Regions from separate parts of the Mus musculus genome. Here region 2 is linked to region 1. Evidence: chromatin contacts called from public HiChIP or PLAC-seq data. All regions are on one chromosome and are shown on one strand. Each heading gives the region's core, a stretch centred on a gene start, on an enhancer-like site or on the middle of the called end of the contact. The rest is flanking DNA. Distances are from core to core; before and after follow the strand shown.

Region 1 (6,790 bases), core at 3,609-6,108:
ACTAGATTAACTGAATGATGACCGGAACCTGCTAGTAAGCAGCCTTCAGCAAACAAACAAACAAACAAACAAACAGATAAACAAACCAAAATACAATAAATAAGCCATAACAACAGAATCAAAGCATTTGCCTCTACAACAAAGTGAGCCCGGGAAGAGGTCTAGATGTTCTCCATTGATGAAATATGGTGCTTTAGAATATAAGTTTGATCTAGATACATAATAGAATATAATAGGATATAAATATTATACATGTAATTGAATATAAATCTGATCTAGTAGAAGATAAGTCCCAGAGAAGAACAAAGGGCAAGGTTTAAAATGTAGCAGAGACTATCTGCGCTTGGCAGTTTGTTTTGAAACATTGTCCCTTCCCGGCATTTTTCTCTTGACTTGGAGTTACAATTTGTCATCAGTGGGACTGAACCAGGGCTTACAGTGCAGCGCAGCAGCAGAGCACTTGGTTAGGAAGTTCAGGACTCCGAGCTCAATTCCCAGCGCTGTCAGACAACTAACATAATGGTAGGATTGAACAAAATATTTAACCATAGTTCTGCCATCATTTGTGTCATCCATTGCCCCTCCCCCCCCCAAATGGGGTGGGGTGGGGTGGGGTTGATTCTTGCTACTTGTTAGCTGAATGAGATTTGGGGGTGTTGAAGAGTCATAGGAGCCAGTTGGGGTGAAAAATAAATTTCATAAGATCATGTAATGTGGAGAGAGCTGGGATTGGGACTCTGTGGTAAATTTTGAAGCACAGCAGAAAATAGATGTTCTTGAGAAGGTCAGAGCCAACCCAAGCCCCATGGTAAAATAGGGTTTTGTTAGACTCACAGAGCCCAAAGCAGGCAATGGGCAGAAGTCAAAGCTGGAGCGGACCAGAAATATATAGAGAAGAAGGAGTGGGGAGGAGGATGGGGTAAGGGAAGAGGGGGAAGAAATGGGTGGAAAGAATAGGAGGAGGAGGAGGAGGAGGAGGAGGAGGAGGAGGAGAGGTCAGGGTATAGTTTTTATCTGATGGTACAGGTATGCAGATGGTACAGTGTTTTCTATGCACTTTCCTGGCTACAGGCTGATATATTTTTGTTTGTTTGTATTGTTTTTATTTTGTTGAGACAGGATCTTGCTGTGTAGCCCAGGCTGGTGTGGAGTTTATGATTCTCCTGCCTCAGTATTCTTCATGCTAAGATTACAAGCATGTGTCATCAGGATCAATCAATGCTTATGTGGGTTTTTTCCCATACAGTGAAATTGTCTCTTTATGTATGTTTCTGTGTGTGGCCCATGCATATATGTGCCTGGTGGCTGAGGGCGTGTGCTGAGGGTCTGCTCTCATTCTTGGCTTCATCTTTTGAGAAAGGAACTTTCCCTGAACTTAGAGCTAGGCTGGTGGTCACCAAGCCGCAGTCCAGAAATTTTCCTTTCTCTCTCTCAAATTAGGTTCTTTGTAAACAGCCCATTTTCCATATTTAGTGAAACTTTTGTTGACAGAATATTTCTCTTTCCCCTCAATGACAGGTCCTTTTAAAATCGATCTGAAGGAGTATTTTTTATTTTATAGTCAGGAAAGTTTCAGTTCTGAATCAGCTACCATTTTACCATAGGACCTAATAATCATAATAACTCTAAATGGTAACAGCAAACCTGTGCAAGGCAATTATGACACTATCAGCTTGTTATTAGGCTCTATACACACGGAAGTACAATAAGCATAGGAAGTCTATGGAGCTGTCAGTTTGGTACATTTCAATGCAAGTTTTGATATTATGTAAGTATTATTGGAATCTTTTGAATGTCATCAGTTTTAAACATTTTTTTTCCAGATCTGCTTTGAATACAGTGTTCCAAGAATCTGTGTTCCTCCTGGTATTCCAGTTTCTCAAAGCACAGGCTTATTGAGGATGCAGGGAGAACACCCTTTCTCTTGATTTCCAATATCGAAGTACTGCTAAAGCAGGGTTAAGTGTTATTACCCTTTCAACTGCTCTGCAGAAAAAACCAAACCAAACCAAGCCAAACCAAACCAAACCAAACCAAACCAAACCAAACCAAACCAAACCAAACCAAACCAAACCAATTCCCGAAATGTAAACAAAAGCCATATCATGTTCTATTGGCTCAAAAGAGGGTTTGTTTTTTTTTTTTTTTTAAATGCATGATTGTGCATTTTATTAAAGCAAAAGTTAAAATTTTTTCTCTTTCTCAGCAGTCAGACACAGACATATCTTGGCTGTAACTCGGCTACCCCAAGTATCCTGTTGGAAGCTTGGGACTGTGACTGCACTTCTTGGCCTCCTCGGAGAGCTATGTACGTGTGCTGTCATCAGCCCCTCCTCCCCTGCAGGGAGAGAGTAATGCCAGCATCCCAGTTAGGGCTCTAGCCCTGGTTCAGTACGGCCTCAACTTCCCATCTTGATGACCCTGGACAGTGTGTTCTCTTCCTTTGGCAGAAGTGAGGCACGGACTTCATCAATATCTGCTTCTCACACTTGTTTAAAAAGATTCATTTCCTACGTGAAGGTCGTGAGTTTCAGACTGTGTGGGTGTTCAGCGTCTGCACAAGGTTGCAGGACATCTCAGCCTTGTGCCCTGAGATGGCCCTGGTGCCCAGAAATTTCTCTCTGTTTCCCTGCTCCTTCCCTCAGGGATGAACAGGCAGCTACTCAGACTAGCAGAGCTTTGGTTTTCATTCTGGAGAGTGAGATAGAGTGCTATTTAAAGTATTTCACAAACGTAATATTTATGTATTGAGCTTGCTTTCAGGTTTGTTCTCTTGCTTACATGGCTTCCCTCACTAACCCTACCCCAAAACATTCTGAAATAGGAAGCCACTAACTCATTTCAGGGAGAAGCTGACTGAGGGACCCATATGACTGTGGTAAGAGGTGGAGACAGTGCCGGAGGTCAGGCCGTCTGGCCGTTGATCCACATGCTGGCTCATCAATAGCTGGAACTTGTTAGAAAAGCAAACCTCACCACACTCTAGACTCACTAAATCCAAATGTTTGGACACGAGTCTAGGGATATGTGCTTCAACCAGCTCTTTGACAGGTTCTTACAAGTAGTAAGGGCCAGCGTTCTGCACTAGAACCAATGTGCTTAACGTCTTGCCACACTCAAGGAGTTTCCCTTGGGAAAGTTGAGAATTGGTTCCAGTCAGATCTGGGTCTCTTTCCCTGCGCCCTCAAACGCTCTACTCATAGCCGTACCTTGTCTAGCTGCCCTTGGCCCCAGGATGGCCTTGAGAAGTAACTAAGTGTGACAAGCACACCCCTCTGCTGTGACTGACAGCATCATTCATTGGTTCCCCATATGATCAGACAGGATACTGTAAACCCTCTCAGCTAGAAGTGCTCAAGCACTGAACACGAGAACATTTGCCTGCTAAACGCACACGTTTCCCCTCAATCCCTCCCAAGGGGCTTGGATAGACTTTATCTGTTCAAGGCTTTTAGATATGTGAATTAATCAGCAAGTACTGCATACTTCTCTTTTCGCTTGGGAAAAAAAAAAAGCAATGTTTATGACCACCAATGATAACAGATGTTGTAAATAGAACAGCCTGGGGACTTGCCAGATTGTTATATAAACCTTCAGGGGCCTTTAAAAATTCTTCTAGAAAAAAAAATGGAATTTTTCTTTTTTTCCTGTGGCCTTCAGTCAATCCCAGCACCTCTCAGACACCGTATCAAGTGAGTCTGAGTTCCTTCCACTTGGATGCAAAGAGAGAATGGCGATGTTACATTTATCGAGTGGGAAGAGAAAGAAAATTCAACAGGAGAGGGAGAAGTGTACTGACTTACACCACTAAATAAAGATTAATTAGGAAAACTCTCAGAGTACAGCTGAGTGCAAGAGAAAAACAAAGAGTATTTGCATTCCCCTCATGCAGCGCTAACCAGTGACCCATAGTGTTTATAACTACGATAAATTTGTGTGTATAACTACTTACACTCTAGACTCATCTTTTATCGAAAACTAAAACCAATTCTCCACACCTTTCCCACGCTCAGCCATCTTGGTTCTTCATGTCTGCTCTGTTTTCTTGCTCATGAACCTCTGCTGTTGTTGGTGCCACATGCCAGATGTCCCGTGTCCCTTGAGGTGCCATTTGGTATCATCTGTGCAGACGTGGGAAATCATCTGTGGCCATAAAATGCCACGTAGACGGCCACTTCTGAATCGGGTGAAATGACCAGGACAGAAGGAAGCTCTGATGTCACTTACTCTGTCTGCCATGCCACGCCCCTAAGTACCAGACCATTCACTCTGAAATAAGTTTAACTCCTAGGTTTATTCACTCCTTTTCCTGACCGATACAGATATTGTTAAAAACAATGTGTGAATTCATTGCTTTTCTTCCTTTTCTCTCAGGGAAATTCTGTTCCAGAGAAAACATTTTTAGGGAAATTCCAAGGATCAAATTCAGGCCATTGAGCCATGACTTAACTGTTTAGTTGTTAAGGATGACTAAAGATAAAACAGGTTGTTATTAAGTTAAAAGGATCTTGGGTGAAGCTGTACCCATACCCAAATAAACCTGGGAAAGAGGTCCCCAGAATGCAGTGAAACCACCAGACCAAGCTTGTTATCAGCTGGATGAGGCTGGCTGCATTCTTGCCCGACTGATTTCAGTGGGTGGGACACTTTCTTTTGTTTGTAGTAGGCTGCTCTGTTTTTTACAACACATAGACTTTATAAACACAGTATTTTTTTTTTAATCAAACGATGGTTAATCTAAAGTCTTGCTGAATCAGTGCTAGGCAAAGCCAAACTCTGTGTTTATATTAACTAAAGGACAGACGTTGAAGGCACTGTAGAGAAAAGCCATTGTCCTTGCTTGGATTGTGACTATCAAACATTAACTCCTGCTGGAATGGGGCCTGAGGGAGTTGAAGAACACACCCTTGAAGGTGAACTGTCCTCATATGATCAGATCAAACTTCTTTTATACCTTTCCTAGGCAGACATGTAACGCACATGGTCTTGCATGACCACACCAGTGTTCAGTGCTTACTAATCTTTCAAGGCTATGTTCATCCTTACACAAAACAGACATTCCTTATTTTCTGTAGATAGTAGAGAAAGACTACCAACTGCATGTTTAAAATATAACAGAAAAATTCAGATGTAAGGTAAGTTCTCCCAAAGAAATGTAAAAACAGAATGAAATACTTTCTTTTTTGACACTAGTTTTATTGACTAAGGAAGTCAAAGAGGTCTACTGTGAGTGAAACTGGGTTTTTTGGGTTTTTTTGTTTGTTTTTTGTTTGTTTGTTTGTTTTTTCAAGACAGGGTTTCTCTGTGTAGCCCTGGCTGTCCTGGAACTCACTCTGTAGACCAGGCTGGCCTCGAACTCAGAAATCCACCTGCCTCTGCTTCCCGAATGCTGGGACTAAAGGCATGCGCCACCACGCCTGGCGAAAACTGGTTTTTAAGAGGACATAAATGCTTTCAAATTTTGATTTTAATAACTTGAATAGATGTCCCCTTTTAAGGAGGCGGGACATACACTCTATCTATTGGTTATGAACTATGATGATGCTGTCCTTCCAAAGAACACAGTAGGGAGGACAGAGAGGAGAGATGGTGGTCTGACAGTAGAGAAGATGCAAATGCTACTTCAGCCAGATCTCTATTAATTTTGATAAAACATGTTAGTATAATTTATCCTCAACTTTAGATGAACAGTATGGCAATTCATTGATCAGTGTGGTGGTGATGATGATAAAAAAAAAACCACGAGACAAATTCCAATAAAGGAGTATCCACAAAATACTTGACCACTATTTATGGTTATAGGAACAATGTGTGCACATCTACACCAGGAGAAATGACACTGTGAATTTGATGATATGGCTGGGCCCCAGAACAGAAGTGGGAATCCCAAGAGATGACACCGAGCAGGACAATCTGGGGGCTACTCACAGAGAGACTCATCCTCCATGCTAAGATGGCTCCTGCTAAGTAGGAGACTGGAGGCAGATGAATTCAGGATGAAGGAAACAAAACCGAGACAATGCAATTGATACAGTGAGAAAGGAATATAGCATCCTTTACCCATTGAGCTGTTTACTAATTCAGTGGGTTAGTCTATAAAGCTAGGGGTCATATACAACTCGAAGGGTATTTGTGAGGCTCTCGAAAGTAGCTGTACACCTATAAATGGTGGCTCTGGAGCTGTGCAATGGCCTACCTCACTCTTGGGTGTAGACTCTGGCTACCTGTGTGCAGGATGCTGGGTGAACGTCCTGAATTGAATAGAATGTACCCACCCACATACACCTCTCCTGCCAATCAGGGCCACACCAGGACTACTGGATACCTGTGTAGGGGAGAGATTGTGCTTTCCTTCAGAATGAAGCTGAGTTCCAGTGAGTAGGCGCACTCCTTCCTATCCAGCTCAGAGCGATTCAGCCCCGGGGCTACCAGTCTCCACCTCTTTAGAAGATTGTTCAGCTTGCCTCCTTGATGTTTGCTTCTTTATTCAGAGACATCTCTTCTCTCCCCTTCACACTTTACTATGTTAAAAAAGAAGGTCCACGTGGTACGTAGCTAGTTAAAAAAGAGCGAGCTTTTAGGTCACTGAAGTTGGACCCCTCCCTCATCATTAACTCTGGACCTTGTCTCCTGTTTCCCTGGTAACACAGTCATTTTAGTGAAGAGGAATCTATCATGGCTGCCTCTTATTAGAGTCTGAAATGCCATGTGAAAAAAATGGAGGCAGTGTAAGAGCTGCGGCTACTTAACATTTAAAATAGCATACAACGTGGAGGAAGGCAGAGGGAGC
Region 2 (7,566 bases), core at 1,591-4,090, 110 kb before region 1:
CCGCCAGTCCCTTGATTCCCTTTAATTCCTGAATACTATTCCTCTGTAGTTTGTTTATGCATTAACTTGTTAATGGGCACTTGAGTTGTTCCCCACTTTGGGATACGGTGAGCAGTGAGGGTCTGTGTTCAGTTCTTTTAGTGCCGTTAGATGATGTGGAATTCTCTGTGTAGCTTTTGGAGGCACTGCCAAGTTCTTTTTCCGCAACAGCTGCTCCACACTACATCTCCACCTGCAATGCATGCTGGTCTTTTATGCAGTCATACAATGCTCTGTGTCCTCAAATGGCCAGATATGGAAAGAGTTGAAAGAGTATTGTGCTAGATTATAAAGTGTACATTTTGGCCAGACACACAGATGGTCTAAAAGCTGATCATAGAAATTCTGTACCTAAAAGTAGATTTATCTACCTGAGTCTTTTAAATGATTTTCCCCTTCTAGTAATTTCCTTGTGCACTTCAGGATTAAAAGCCTTCCCGTATACCATCAGAAATCCTACACAATCTTCCACGTGGTCTCCCATTATGTGTGACTTTCTGAATACCTTTTCTCACACTCTCTGCCTCTTGGTATCTGCCATTTTGATATTGTTCAAGTGTTTCACTAGTGAGTGCCCTAAGCTAGGAGTTACCCGTGTGTCTGTCATAGCTCTGAGACATGAGTAGGAAGTACACAGAGAAGATTGGTCCTCTGGTCATTGCTAGACCAAACTATAAAATGGGTTAGGCAGCTGGGGAGATGGTTCAGGATATAAAGCACTTGCCATGTGGCCATGACAACCAGAGGTTAGGTCCTCAGAACCCATGTAAGAGCCTGATAGACCCTTTGGCCTGTCTGTAATCTTTATATCTGGGAGGCAGAGGCAGGGTATCAGTCCCCCGAGGCAAGACGGCTAACAAGATTAGCTTGTCTGTGAGCTCTGGGCTCATCCAAGAAACTGCCTTAGCATGTAAAGTGGAGGGTGACTGAAGAAGCCTTCTGATCACAACTTCAGGTCTCCACATGCTCACATGGGCACACACACATGCCCATGTATACACACAACACACATGTACAAACATGTACACACAACACATGCACACAAACAAATGCATACACACACTCATATACACAAATACATGTGCACATACACATATACAACATATAACACATGTACGCACAACACACACACACACACATACACACACACACATGCCATACCACACCCTACCATACCATATACATGTACACGCTTAGGAGAAAATGGGTTCAGTTTCTATATCAAATGACCAAATGATGGCTTTTGATGAACACTGGGGTCAAGGTTGGTTCATCCTGGCAAGCAGTGTCTTGGGTGGAAAGCCTGAAGATAACAATGAAGAGACAGTATCCTGTAATGCAGTGATAGCTCCCTTTAAGGAGCTGAGGGAGAACAAGTGAGCCTCACATAGAAGCAACTGCACAGTGTCTCCCGCACGCAAAACCACAGATATTTAGAATGGCGCATCTGACTTGAGTTGTACTAAAAGCAGATATTTACAAAGAAACATCCAAACTAACTACACATTGGCTCATATTAAAGCCAAATTACTTAGTTATTTTTTATATGGCACATAGGTCTAGCTGAAATCTGACTAATTTGGGCTAGGATGTGGCCCCACACAATCACCCCAACCCTGGCCACGTCTCCCAAAAGGCTGCATCCAGATGGAGACAAGTCTCTTCCTGTTGCTGCTCCCAAGCACGGCATCTTTTAGTGAAGGGCCAGCCATTTCTTGCTCTTGGAAAATGTGCTATAATGTTGGAAGATTGGCTTTCAATAGATGTGTTAGCTTTACAAGAACCAAGTTTTCAACGTTAAATGCTTTAGAAGACACATTTTACTTCTTTTGTTTGAGAGGAGGCTTTTAAGGCGAGACAGACAGTGCTACAGAAGCTGCTGCGATGAATGTCGTCTGTGGCTAGGTATCTCTCTATGTGAAAGGCCGCTTCCTTTTGCTCAAGAAGCAGTTGCGTACATCATTGCTTAGCAACACTTGCTTCAGCTCTGACACCTTATTCATCTTTAATATTCAGGTTTAGATCAAGTCTTTCCAGAGACGGGGCAGGTTGAGTCTTTGAAACCAAGCAAGTGGAAGTTGTCACTTGGCAATTTTCACCCTAGGGCTGTCAGCACGCGCCGGCTCTTCAGCTCATAACCTATGGTTGAATTTGACATTCCTTTTCACTTTAGTTCCTTTAGCCTTTGTTCCCACTTCATTTTGTTTTCTCTTAAATCCCTAAAGACGCTACCACAATGTCTGCATTTGGGGCATCACATTTAAATATCTTAGCACGGCACCTGAGATCCATCATCAGAAAGGACGTTTCCCCAAGCTCAGCCGAATTAGCCAGTGCTGTGTTCTGTATGCAGTTTCCTTAGCTTGTGCTTGTTTGGGGGTGGAGTGGGGTGAGGTGAGGTATGATCTCGGCTGGATGAGTCCTGCTTTATCTTTCCAGATAGGGCCCAGCATTGTTTAAGGACAGGAATGCATGCTGAGAAATGTATCTGTAGGCAATTCTGGCGTCTGGTGCACTTTACAAACCTGGATGTATAGGCTGGCCATCACCAGCATACATGACCTTTAGAAGGTGGGACATGCAACCGCTGCCTTGTAACATGACATTGTATTTAATGGAAGACTTCCTTTCTTATGGGGGAGGGAGAGAGAAGAGGAGAGAAAAAGAGAGAGGAAGAGGGAGAGAGAGAGAGGGAGGGAGGGAGAGGGAGAGGAGAGAGATAAGCAGAGAGACACACAGAGAGAGAGAAACAGAGAAGAAAGAGAAAGGTGTGTATGTGCATACATGTGAGTGGATGCATGTGCACACAGACACTTGGCTTCTGAGCTCATAGGGAATGTCTGATTTCTTTAGATAGGGCTGGGCCCCTTTGCCTTGGATCTTGTCTGAGCCTCGGTCACAGGGCCTCAACGTGCTGGATCTCAGCTGTTCACTTCTCCCTTATTAAAGTAGGAATTTCTTAAGGGACAAGGATTCTGCTATCTATCTATCTATCTATCTATCTATCTATCTATCTATCCATCCATCCATTTTAAGTTTTTCAAGACAGTTTTTCTCTGTGCAGCCCTAGCTGTCCTGGAACTTGCTCTGTAGATCAGGCTGGCCTTGAACTCACAGAGCTCCAACTTCCTCTGCCTCCTGGTGTTCAAGGCTTGGGCCAATGCCGTCCAGCTCGGTCTTTATTCTTAAATCCTCCTGTCTGTGTGTTTCATGTATTTGAAGAATTTGTCTGAATGCGTGACAAGGCAGAACCTTTCCCTGAGAGCAACAGTTCCTGGGTCTTCTTCCTGTATGAATTCATCAGCCGTCTCCAGACCTATACATTCCCTGTCAAGGACTCTGCTATTTCTTACTACTGCTGGAAACCCATAAGAGTCAAGCATCAGATAAGGGTTCTGATCCATGTCGGCCTGAAGTAGAAGGCTGGGAAGATACACGAGTGAGGGCAGGATGCTTTGAAGATACCAACATTTAAGAGCCTAGGCTACGCTTTTCTAAACATTTGCACAAAGGAAAGAAATACGAAGGTTGTTTTAAATCCCTGTTTTCACAGCTGGTATAGAAGATCAACTGTGACTCTATGCTATCCTAACAGCATTGGCTTATATATCCTAGGCTTCAAAAGTACGATTTGAGGGTTAGCTTCTAAGATAGAAGACAGATAGAGCCTGACTTGTTAGTGAACTGGTGTGGATGGATTTCTGAGCTATTGTTCATATTTAAAAAAAAAACTCATCTATTTAGAAATATTTAGTTTACTTAGAAATGTAATGGTATATTTCCCCTTTCTAGTCTAGTTGTTAAATATTTTGTTAATATCTTTCTTGTTAAGATATCATAGCATTGGGAAGATGACCATTGTTTATCTTAAATATTTTATCCTCTCTCTCTTTCCAGAAAACAAGCATCATTGTGGGTCCAAGGAGACATTTTTAGATCCAAACTAAAAAATAGACCATCCAGTGAGGGAAGTATTACAAAAATTATTTCTACCCTGGATGATATGTCTATTGGTGCAAATTTATCCAAATTACAAAGCACAGAAAGGATTGGAGAGGTGAGTTTTCCCCCGGAGGCATCTACCTCCCTAACACCAACATTCTTTGTCCATTTGTTCCTGCATTGAACACATATCTCGTAGACCTATCTTTTCTTTCTTTTTAAAACATCTATCTATCTATCTATCTATCTATCTATCTATCTATCTATCTATCTATCTGTATGTGGGGTGCATGGGTGGGGAGGTGTATGTGTGCACATGCACACATGTTTCAATACATATGTGGTAGTCAGAGGGACAACTTTTGGGAATTGGCTCTCACCTTTTACCATGTGGGTTCTGAGGATCAAGTTGAGATTGTCATCAGGCTTGGTGGCGAGCATCTTTGCCTGCTAAGCTGTATCACCAGCACAAGTGACCTTATCTATTCCCTGGGCTCCTGGGAGGGCTAAGTTTCTAAGCTGGGAGTCATTGTTCTATAGAGTACAAAGTAGAGTAAGGAAACCAGTCCACTGTCCTTGTAAAGGCAGCAATGAGGTCATAATTTAAGGAGCACGCTTAGAAAGAGTGCAAGGACTATTTATAGAAAGGCAACAGAAAAGTAAAGCTTCCCTTTGAAACCAGAAATAGGTACCAAGAAGAAAAAGTTGGATGCTGCGTTTGTAGAGGCTGTTCCTAGCACAAGTGGTCCTTTGAAAGCCTTTAAAGAGTGCAGCGGGGAAAGCAGAGTTAGGACAACTTGTTTTACCCAGACTCTTCTCCAAACAAACCACTCAAATCATCATTCTCTTGCGGCTGATTTAATCTGCACTCCCACCCAGTGAATTAGATAGTATCTCTATATGGTGCTGAGGGTGTTTCAGAGATGGGCTGACTTCAGTTTTAGAGCATGATGCGATTTGTCTGATCCCAAACTCATGCTTTTTTTTTTTTTTTTTCCTATTGTTCTCTGCTTTCTCTGAAGTAGCAGGAAATGACTTACGATGGATTCGGAGTCTGAGCATTTGGGGAGCTGGAAGCTACTGTGCTAGTGTCATTTGTTCTAGTTCTCCTCTGTGGATAAGAAATGAGAGATCCAAAATGGGATGTGCCCAGGGGTCTTGAATTATTTAATAGCAGACTCACTTTCAGAACTGGGCATCCAATGCTTAGTTTAGGTGACTCTTCCTCCCCTAGGCCCCAAGAAAGGGCCTGTAGCCCAGGCTAACCTTGAAAGTCATGATGATCCACCTGCCTCAGTCACCTAAATGCTGGGATTGCAGTCACAAGCCATCACGCCTGACCCTAGTTCAGCTCTTTGTGTAACATCGTGTCTGAAATAAAGCTAAGGACTTGGGTTATGTTTTTATATTCCTAAAGAGGTAAAAGAGGGCTGGGGAGACAGGCCAGTGGATAAAGCTGTTGTCTTGATAGTGTGAGAACCGGAGTTAATTCCCGCAGAGACCAAGGAAAAACTGGGCAAGTGTGGTAGCTGCCTATAATCTCAGAATAGGAGAGGCCATGGCAGGGGATCCCCAGGGCAAGCTGGCTAGCCAGAGTCGAAGTAAGAGACCCTTCCTCAGCCATTAAAGTGGAGAGTAATCAAGGAGGACACTTGATGGCAATCTGGAACATATCACATTTATACACATGTGTATGTATATGCATGTACCCACCCATATACATGCACAGGCACGCACACACATGCAGTGCACATGTGCATCCTCACACCCATGCAGAAAAGAAAGAGCCTGGGGAAATATTTAAGCAACAAGTGTAGATCTACATTACCTTAGCTGGATATCCATCGACCCAGACCAGAGTCTTGCGGAAATTTGCCCCGCAGGAGCCCCATGGATGGCATACAGAGGTGTCTCAAGCCAATGCTTGCTACCCTCCAGAGGCTTCTTCTAGTCAGAAAGACATGAGAGCTTGTCGAGGAGAGGGAGAGCTTCACTCTAGGACACAGGATAGAGACTGCTGAAGGAGCTGGGGACCTATCTTCTGGATCCTAGGCCGGGCATTCCCGTGTCCTCAGGGAATGGTAGCCCCTCTGCTCCTGAGGGCTATCTCATGATCGAACCACTCCACCAAGAGGCCCCCGCCAAATACCATCACTGTGGGATGTTTGGACTTCGACATAGAAACTCTGGGGAATATATTCAAATATGTAAATTTGTTAGGGCCCATCAGTCTTTATGTCATTTTAGCTATTGGTGAGTGCTAATGTTTGTACTGTTAGAGTAAGGAAATCAAGACAAACAACCAAACCAAACTGAAACCCCTCAGGTGCCAGAGTACAATGGGATAACAGCCACTTCATCTGGCAAGGATCACGTTAGGAAGGAAGGGCTTATGTTGGCTCACGATTTGAGGGGGGCAGAGTCCATCACTGCAGGGCAGGCATGGCACTGGGTGCTTCCATAGCAGTGAGAGCATGTGGTAGCTAGCTATCTCATGTCATAGCCAGTTGGAAGCAGAGGAACAAGGCTTAGAAGATGGGCAGGGCTCTAAAGCTCAAATCCCGGGGTCCTCCATCCCTCTCAGTAGCCTGCTTCTGCTAGGCAGGCTTTGCCTCCTGAAATTTTCACATCCTTCCAAACCAGTCTTACCAGCTGGGGACCAAGTGTGCAGACACAGGACTGTGCTTTGTGCCCGTGCCATAATAGATGACATCGTCCTACACAGGGGCTTGTTTGTGGCTTTTGGACCACTTCATACACAGTTGATGCCTTTTACAACGAACACTTCTGGACTTTTCTGTAAATGAATTGAAAGCAGAGAATCTCAATTCCATTTGGATTTGTGGCTCTACAGTACTTTTCTTGTGATTGCTTATTAAGGAGCACTGTAATGACAGGGTTAGAACATCCAAATACAAGAAAAACAGTAACCGGAAAGGCTGGGGCTTTCTGGTGAATTTCTCAGCACACTCAGAACTGTGAGGAGTCTTTCAGAGCTGAGGCTGTGCCTTTGTGGAACCTGGCCTTCTGTGCTGTGAATTAACACTCACCACCCACGTGGGGGCAGCGTGTGTCCTCCCCTCTCCCTGCACCCCCCTCCCCATGCTCCTGCAGAGCTGGGAACTTTTCTCCCACGCTGAGGTTTTTAACTTATTCCCATCGCGGTGTTTGATCCCTGGGCTGCACAGCCTTAGTAAATGCTACTTGAATGAACAAAGAAAGCTTAGCATTTCAGACCCAAGAATAGACGAGAACAGACACGTGAGATGGACCCGATCCAAATGGTGCGATGATGTCACATGCTCAAACGCAAACCGATGCCCAAAATAAGGATTCGGTATGGCATCCAGGGGCATAAGAAGCCGAGAAGGTGGCCAGAAGAAAGAATGTGAAGAGCTGTATTTAAAGACAAATATTTGAGCTAAACTAGGAGTTTAGTGGTGACAACCAAATAGGTAGTATCCACTGTGTGCCAGGAACCATTTTAAGCACCTTACATGGACTAACCCCTGATATGCCATATGGCAAGACCCTTTAAGATACACATATTGGAGGAAGAGAAGGGCAGGCAGCTGCCTGAGGTCA

Evidence for each region. HiChIP or PLAC-seq counts read pairs in DNA pulled down with a chosen protein or histone mark.
Region 2: a contact with region 1 is called in an H3K27ac HiChIP or PLAC-seq map of extraembryonic endoderm stem cells. The contact joins two enhancer-like sites. A contact is called at or near these places in 3 of 484 Hi-C or Micro-C datasets (the C3H10T1/2 cell line, cortical neurons and liver) and 1 of 115 datasets of contacts at active chromatin or transcription factors (extraembryonic endoderm stem cells).

What each region holds. Positions count from the first base shown.
Region 1 is chr3:116,202,194-116,208,983 of GRCm38.p6, reverse strand. Gm31651 (a long non-coding RNA gene) reads right to left here. Exons shown (of 4, transcript XR_375977.2): 4 at 5,394-6,555. Among named protein-coding and RNA genes, the nearest start is that of Gm31651, 7.4 kb to the right of the region's middle. Within about 2 kb of position 4,858, at least 37 of the 459 cell types and tissues checked have an H3K27ac peak or open chromatin away from gene starts, as enhancers often do. A contact at or near this core is called in extraembryonic endoderm stem cells, where this site is marked.
Region 2 is chr3:116,304,670-116,312,235 of GRCm38.p6, reverse strand. It overlaps Cdc14a (CDC14 cell division cycle 14A), which reads left to right. Exons shown (of 16, transcript NM_001080818.2): 11 at 3,937-4,096. Among named protein-coding and RNA genes, the nearest start is that of Gm46839, 51 kb to the right of the region's middle. Within about 2 kb of position 2,840, at least 6 of the 459 cell types and tissues checked have an H3K27ac peak or open chromatin away from gene starts, as enhancers often do. A contact at or near this core is called in extraembryonic endoderm stem cells, where this site is marked.